Linked DNA regions of Gossypium hirsutum: region 2 is linked to region 1. A link is a contact called in public Hi-C data. All regions are on one chromosome and are shown on one strand. Each heading gives the region's core, a stretch centred on a gene start, on an enhancer-like site or on the middle of the called end of the contact. The rest is flanking DNA. Distances are from core to core; before and after follow the strand shown. Region 1 has its middle 28 kb from the start of LOC107913360. Region 2 has its middle 13 kb from the start of LOC107913361.

The links. A called contact is a pair of places that touch in the nucleus more often than the background predicts.
Region 2: a Hi-C map of leaf shows a contact between it and region 1, with 4 times the contacts expected there. The contact joins two enhancer-like sites. A contact is called at or near these places in 2 of 34 Hi-C or Micro-C datasets (both in leaf).

The regions. Positions count from the first base shown.
Region 1 is chrD11:29,890,901-29,895,221 of Gossypium_hirsutum_v2.1, reverse strand. It overlaps the pseudogene LOC107913359. Among protein-coding and RNA genes, the nearest start is that of LOC107913360, 28 kb to the left of the region's middle. Within about 2 kb of position 1,796, at least 5 of the 9 cell types and tissues checked have an H3K27ac peak or open chromatin away from gene starts, as enhancers often do. A contact at or near this core is called in leaf, where this site is marked.
Region 2 is chrD11:29,974,365-29,978,685 of Gossypium_hirsutum_v2.1, reverse strand. No RefSeq gene overlaps it. Among protein-coding and RNA genes, the nearest start is that of LOC107913361, 13 kb to the left of the region's middle. Within about 2 kb of position 2,590, at least 3 of the 9 cell types and tissues checked have an H3K27ac peak or open chromatin away from gene starts, as enhancers often do. A contact at or near this core is called in leaf, where this site is marked.

The sequences.
Region 1 (4,321 bases), core at 547-3,046:
AAGTAATAAAGGTCTAAAATATATGATATTTTACTTATTAATACGTAATATTTCTCTATTTTATTTTTTCTATATGCATTTACATGTGAATTATTTAAAATATAAATGGTATAATATTTTACACTTAAACTTTATTTAATTGTAAGTTATTTTTTAAAATTATAACTTCTAATATAAGTATATATTTTCAATTAAGTGTTAAAAAAATTATGATAAATATATAATATTTTTACTTAGTTAATACTTTATATAAAATTTTACAATTGTAATTATAAAATTTAGTATATTACAATTTGATAATATGATATACATAGTATGTGCCATTAAAGTTGTGTGTATATATATAGTTGCTCCATGTTGGCCTTCAACAATAACAAAGTTGGAACATTGAGTGGTAATGGGTTGTGGGGATAAGTACCCAACATTATATTTGATATTCCTCCAGCCCTCCCCCAATAAAAGCAACCTTTGAAACCAAGTCCACTCTCCACTGAATAATTACCTTTTAGTATTTCAAACCTGCCTACTTTGAACTTTTCAGTAGAAAGATTGGAAAAAGGTAATTCCTTTATAAAATATCATTATGCTATATGTTGGTATTTGCATGAGCAAGGAAAAAAGAATTTGTGGGGTCGACAAATACTTGGGACATCATATTTTGAAATGGGATAAACTCAATGAATTAGCTTCCTTTTATCTATTATTATAGATTCCACATCTTTCAACTTAACCTTTTGCTTCTGTCTTTAATATTATTATACAAAAAAACTTACATACATCAATCAAGTTATTCATAGCTCAAATTGACTAGTATTATGCACACTCATAGGAGAAATTGAATATAATATAAAAATAAATTATTTAACTAATTATCTCCTTTTTGAAAAGAAGATAATTAATATATTTTTATTATTGATAAAAAAAGTAATGAGAAAAAGTAAGAGAGGAGCATATAACTCTTAATATATCGTTTCTCCTTTATAAATTTATTTACTTTTTCGTTTTTCTAATTATATTAGTGTCAAATAATTATATAATTAACTCGCGATAATAATGTCATAAATTTTTAAATAATAATAAGGATATAAATCAATCAAACAAATAAATAACTCCATCCACCGATAAATGTAGTAGGTAACCAATAAGTGTTGGTTGTAATGTAATGGTAAGACCCTAAATTGAAATTTATGCAATTTAGTCTCTTTATTAATAATGAAAATGATAATATTTAGTAAAATTGTACTTTACCTCCCTTAAAAATAAAAAAGAATTCTATTTAATCTCTTCAAAATTGATGAAATAAAAAAAATAAAACTAATATTTTAGACTTTTAAAAGTTTATAATTCAATTTCGGTCCCACTAAAAAAATCTAATATTTTCCCTTGGATAAAACATGTTGCACTCCTAAAAAAACACAAGTTTAAATCTTGAAAATAAAACCATAAACATAAAAACAACATAATAAAATAAAATAAAAAATCTAAAAGGTAATAGTTACAAAAGGAGAAAAAGCCTATGAATTAAGAGTCAAAGCTTTTAAAATAAAATAATCTTGCAAAGTATTGCAAGTGATATCATTTCATGTGATCTTTAGACTTTATTAATAATCTTGCAAAAGAGGCAATGATTTACGTTCGGGTAGAACACCTATTTTGACTACGATCAAAGTTTGATTGGGCCAATCTTGGAAAAAAGGCGGTACATTTGGATTCTAGGCCGATTTAGGTTGCTGGGTTTTCTCTCTTATGGGTCAGAAATGTTGCATGGTAAGGTTTACCTCACTTGTGCCCATTGAATCCTTTGATGCATTTCATTTTACACTTTTTGGACCGCATGCACGTGCAGGTGGTACATAATTAGAGGAGGGCATGCAGGAGGTATCGGAAAAAGCTATGTATATTTTAATTTCAGCATCTATTCTATTTCATCTTAACCCAAAGTGAAGTCTTGAAACAAAACAAAACAGAATTGCAGGTTTTGACCGATGGCAAATTTGAGGGGGCGGTCTTCCATGCGTCAAACACGTTCCTTTCCAACCTCTTGCTCCCTTTCCTTTCCATTCAACCAAATTTCTACTATCATCTAGCAGCTGCCACCTCTTCTGTCAATGGCGCTATAAAATCTGTATACCTTTCTTCTAATCAATTACAACCGATATTGTTTAAGCAAGGTGTTTGTTGTTATGATTAATGGCCTCCTCATTTCAACATTTTTGCATGAGAATATGTGCAATCAATCAGCATCAAACTTTGAAAGCTTTTGATTATCGATGCTAAAGGTCTTCAGTTTATACTGTGCACACGTGCTCTGCCATTTTCTGCCCATCTCTAAAATGAATTGAAAATTATGGACAGGTAGATTTAATATTTTAAAGCTTTAACATATTTGAAGAATTATCTATTTCAAATATGTATGATGTGATAGTTTTAGTGCAATTTATTTTTATTCGAAAACCAACACATTAAACATTAAAATAATTTAATAAATTCTTAAGTTTAAGGTTTAAAATGAAAACCTTTAGTTTCATTTATAATGAGAAATGACCGCTTCTTTGTAGTTGGTTTTGGTTTGCAACAGAGACAGAAGAAAGGCAACTCTGCAGCAAGAACAAGGAAAAAGAAATGTATAATATAATATTAAATTCCTTCACATTCTCTATTCTGCTGAAGAAGATATTCATGCTCCTTTTGTTGCTCTGACCCTCTCTCTCGCTCTCTCCTTCCTTTTGCAGTAATGAGTTAAGATTTTCCACATTCATCCACACACAGGTTTTTGAGTTTCTAAAAAGTAGTCATTTACTGCTATGGAAAAGAAGAAGAAGAAGCATAAGAAACTTATTGCCACTTCTTCTAATCAAGAGCCTGAATCAAATGATCTCTTGGTATGTGACCCTTTTCTTCTTCTTAAATGGGTTTGCCTTATTTTGTTTGTTCTTTGTATTAGCTGAAAGTTTATTGATTGATAATCTGGGGTTTCATTTTCCTGCCTTAATTTTTTTTTCGGGGTGTTCTCAAATGTGTTGTGGTTGAAGGAAAACGAGTGTTTTGTTATGTGTTATGCCAGGGTTCATTGTTTTGGATGATAAGAGCACTTTTTCTTTATTTAGCTTAATGGAGTGAGAAGTTTTGCATTGTCAACAAATCCAGTTGTAATTGTTGCATTTCAATTTCCACTCCGCTTGCAACTGGTGGATGGTTGTGATGAGTGCATCTTTGATTATTTTCCCAATTTTAATGAGCTGAATTCGTCATAAACAGAGCAAGGAACAACAAAATCAACCCAATGAGGCACTTGCTGCAAAGGTTACCAAAAATGGCAGCTCTTCACAAGAAAATCTTTCTTCCTTGAACGATCAACATTCACGTATTCTACAATGGCCATACACCACCCAACAGGCGGCAGAGCAGTCTTCCTTGAATCCAAGACCTTGTATATCAAGTCAGACGCCTCCTATTCTTGCAAGCCGACCACAGCAAGTAGCACCATTGCAGTCCAATTTCCCTAATCATCTTGTCCAGCAGGGCCAACCCACAGTGCATTTAGCCCCATCCACTTCACCCTTCTGGCTGCCGCAGCGACCTAGTTACCATTTCCCTGCAGTATCTGTGCCTGCTACATTTCAGCCGTTCACTGCTAGTTGGCAACCGTCTCCTCTAATTGGAGGAACTTCCCCAAGGAGCCAACATCAGGTCCCAAATATCGGTTACCATTTTAGCCCGTACCCAAGTTTTCCAGGTAGGATTTGAACCAAGTACTTTGAATGTTACTGGTTTTCCTGGTAAGGCAAGCCAAAGTTCTTTCTGATTTATGTTTATCATATCTCATCATACTGTGTGATTACTATTAGTGCGAATTGATTTATGACATATCAATGGATATATGATGCTACTATGATCAGTCAGTGAATTGTGCATTCTACCAATTTATGTAGCATAGTTTCTAATTTGGAAATCAAGAAGTTGCTAAATAGAGGACCTTGGAGCCATGTAATGGTGGATTTTTCATGTGAACAGGTCCTTGGGATCCCTCTTCTTGGTGGACTCATGGTCAGCAAGTTCATCCATCTTTCAACTGTACTTTCCCAGGAGCTTATAATGGCTCCTTTTCTTCAGAACCTCCGCCAATGCCTACTTGTTCAGCAACCTTTGGAGAGTCCTCTCAAAGAGGGATTATTCGCCCAATGGCTAAACTTTCTCAGAAGCATCAACAACTTTGGGAAGCCCAAGTAGTAGTGTTTTACTCACCTAATCAGTTATTTTAGTATTTTTTTTTGCGCTTCTAACCATTGTTAGTAACACTTTGGTTTATCTGTTTCTATAT
Region 2 (4,321 bases), core at 1,341-3,840, 83 kb before region 1:
AAGGAATTGGGTTTTCTAAATACCGATAGAGTTGTTTCATTGAGTTCTGGCCTTGCTGTTGTTGGGGGTGTCATGCAAGATGAAAATAGGTAGTGGACCCTTGGGTATAACTACCATTTGGGAAAATGCTCAGTCTTTGACAATGAATTATGGGGCATTTTGGATGGCCTCAAAATAATTAAAAAAAAAGGTCACGACAAAGTCATAATACAAACTGATAGTTTGGAGGTAGTCAGATCGATCGATTTAAGACAGTGCATCGACCATTTCGAATTCTACTTTAATTTGGAGGATCCAGCATCTTTTATCTCATGAAGATCAATGGCTTGTAAGACATATATCTAGGGAGTATAACCATGTTACGGACACTTTAGCCAAATTGGCTTTTGGACAAAAAGAAGACATGCAAATTCTTGATTTTCCTACTAGGGAGATTAAAGAAATCCTAGAAACAGATAAAGTTAAAATTGTGTTATTCCAAAATGTTACCATGTGATTGATTACTTGTTTTAGTTTCTTTTACCAAAAAAAATGTCAACAATTACCATTAAGAGGGATCCACTTACACTACTATAAAACTCAAGTAGTTTTACACCCTTTTATAACATTTTCTATTAATTAATATTGTCATATTTTGTGCTTCACTTATGTAAATCATACATGATAAATTTTGTGGTTAACTACATCCAATGTCACTAAATTATTAGTAAGTTTATATTTTGGCCACTCCATTTCAAAAGGTTACAGATGGTCACTAAACTATTTGTAAGTTTTCATTTAAGTCATTGGGTTATTAAAATCGTTGTCGTATTGGTCTTCTTTGTTCGTAGCGTCTGCACTAACCAAAAGCTATCATTCCCCTTCTTTTCTACGTTACGAATCTATGAATCAAAATCCAAATAGCTTTTTTCTTCAATCTCCGACACTAGTCGTCAGATTGGCTTGGATATAAAGTAAATTCTTCTATTCGTCGATGGTTTCTAACCCACCATACCAATCGTCTAATCGTCTCTTGAAGCTCACTAGTCAGACTTAAAATAGAAAACAAAAAACCTTAACAACTTAGTGACTTAAATAAAAACTTCTGAACAGTTCAGTGACAAAAATGAAAACTTTCGAATAATTCAACGACAATTTCATACTTTCTGAAGTTGAGTGAACAAAATATAAATTCACTAACAGTTTAGTGACATTGCGTTTAGTTTACCCTAAATTTTGAGTAATTTGAATATATCTATATTTTACGTAAAAAGCTTCCAATCATGACAATATTTAGATTGACATGATAGAGTATTTTGGATTAAAATGATAAAGATATCAAATCAATTTGAAAATTTATATACATGAAAATACTTGTATTGATAAATTTAACAGTTGGATTACTAAAATATTAATAGTAAAATCAATTTATGAAAATGTACAAAACTACTTATTTTACACCAATAAGTAAATCCCTCTCTCGGGAAATTTATAAGAATAATATTAAAATAATAATTTATTATCCAAATAATATAGACCCACTTTTATTTACCCAAATGATATGTTTCGAATATTTTTAAAAAAATTATAAAAAATCTTCTATTTAAACAGGTAAAAGTTAAAATTTATAATTTTTAAAAATAAAAATTTTTGAAAAACAAAAACTCTTTTAAATTAAAAAAATAAAAAATTCAATGCTATGTAAACCGAATCAGATCAGTTGGATCAGAAATTGTCTAGGGGGTATTGGTTCGGTGAGAGGTAAAAAACTAGTTGATTCTCGATTTTTGGTCTAAATGGTCCAATCTGATTTTTATAACATAGAATTTTGGAATTTTTATATTTAAAAATATTTTTGAATTTTGAATTTTTAAAGAGTTTTTTTTATTTAAAAATGTAATTTTAAACTTTTATGTTTTTTAAAATATGAAAAATATTTTTTTTAAAATTATGTATTTTTAAAAGGTATGGACCAAATTGACAAAAAAAATACTTTAAATGTTGAGGGCTAAAAAAGTTTATAAATTTTAAAAACCAATTGACCCATGAACTGATACGAACTGGTTAACCTGAGTTAAAAAAGTTTTGAATTGACAGCTAAATTGATTCTTATAATTTTTTTAATTTTTTAAATTTATTTACTATGAAACGGTTGGGCCAATAATTTTAAAAATCAATTGATCAGATTAATTTGAAATTGGTTCAACTACCAGTTAAATTTATTTGGGAGTTTTTCAAAGCCCAAAAAAGCAATTACTATTCAAAACATATGGTAAATAAAAGTAAACCTATATTATTTGAGTATTAAATTATTATTTTAATATTATTTGTGTAAATTTCCCCATAAACGTCCACAAACAAAATCTGGACAAAAGTAAGTTGACGTGAAATCGTATGAAATAGAATCATTTTAAGATAAGTGAAGTCAAAACACAAAGAAGTCAAATTTGTGGTATAAAACAAAACAGATAATTAAGCAAAGAAGTCAAATTCAATCTATTGGTCCTGCCTGTTGGGCCATCTTTCATTGCAGCTCATAGTAATGCCCTTTCTTCACAATTCACATGGAGCCCAAGATTTTATCTAAACCTATATAAAGGCTCTAGCTGTGCAGAGTAAAAATCAAATGCAGCTGAGTCAGGTCCCAGATGGCGTATGGCCCATTGCAACACAGAGGCGACATGTACATTCAGTGAATCACAATTTTTTTTAAAAACCAGAATATCCATAGCCAGAAACAGTCACTGTAGATGCTTACCACAAAGGTAAATAATTAGCTATTAATTATGCTTTATTCTCATTGATTATTGAAAGAGTGGCTTACACTTGTATATGGCATCTCATTTGAGTCCAAAATATAAATAATTAATAATTGGTAATATGTACTATGATAAAACGTTTGCATTCGTTTTGTCATAGGTCAGGATTGCATCGTATACACATCAACTGATTCATAAATGTCTTATCTACTTTCCTCACCTAATATGGGCCTGAAATGAACCAAAGGATACGTCGGAGGCTCCTCAAGTTGTGAATGAAAACCATAAGGCAATCTTTGCATGTGTTACTACCTGAGTTTTTCTTTTGTCTCGATTAAATGTTTATGTTTTTCTTATTAAACTACACATGTTACTAATTGAATATTGAAATTCAATTTAGATATCAAATTGAGATAAAAAAATTTAAAATACTAAATTTATTGAAATTATCATTCCATTAAATTGCAGTATTTATTAACCCAGAATTGAACTTACCTGGTACGTGGAACCGAATTATCCGTTTAGGTTATGCGTGGTGAGTTGTGAGCACTTCCCTCTTCGTACCAAAAGTATGTGTACAAGCCCAATAATGCTCGGGCCCAAACAAATAAATAGGCCCAAATACTAGACCCAACCTACTAAACCTAGCCCACACAAAAACAAAATACCAGAAACCCTAGGAGCCTATTTGTTTCAGCACAAGCCGCAACCACCCCCTACATGCGCGTCGCACCCACGCCCAGCAGTCCTCCTTGCGCTCCGCAGATCGCGCCGCCCTCCGCGAATCTCGCACACGCCTCCAGTAGCACCTGCAGCAAGCAAAAGAGAAGAACAAAAATCGGGCCAACAAACAACATAATAGATTTATGTAGATTTTTTCTATTTTTCCTCCTTTCTATTTCGGCTATAAAAAGGCCGCTTTTAAGTATGTAAGGGGGGAATTACGGTTTAGACATACAAAAAACAGAGAGAAAATAGATTTTTACTTATTGATTTCTGAATACAAAAGGTGGTTTTTTGGAGTTCTTGATTCCTAGTTTCGTTTTTTCAATTTTAATCTATTTTTCATTTTATTTTTTTAATTTTCGCTTAATAAAAAGGAAAAAGAGAAAGAATTTTACCTGGTGCCGTCACGGTGTCCCCTCTCCGTCACAATCGGAGGCTGGGGGTGTCGTCGGAGGCCAAGGGGCGTCCTAGTGGCGGCGGCGCACAAATGGGTTCCAAAACCCTAGCAGAGCATTTGCTCTCCTTTTTTTTGTTTTTTTATGAGGGTTGTTTTTTTCTTTTTATTTTTTTAAGAGAATTTTCATTTAAATAATTGATGGCAACAGCACCGTTTTGAAAGGGCCAGATCTGCACGTCGACCCGAGCTGGAGGGGAGGATCCGCATGTTCTGGCCCGAATGGGGAATTTGCGCTATAGGTCCCTCCTTTTTGTGGCGCACTTCAATTAAATTCATTTTTATCTCTTTTAATTTTAGCCTCACATTTCGTTTCTGTCTCAATTCAGTCCGTCGCTGCGCAACGTTTTATGGACGAGATTAATTTCGCTTTTAGTCCTCCATTATTGGGCGCGTATTCAAA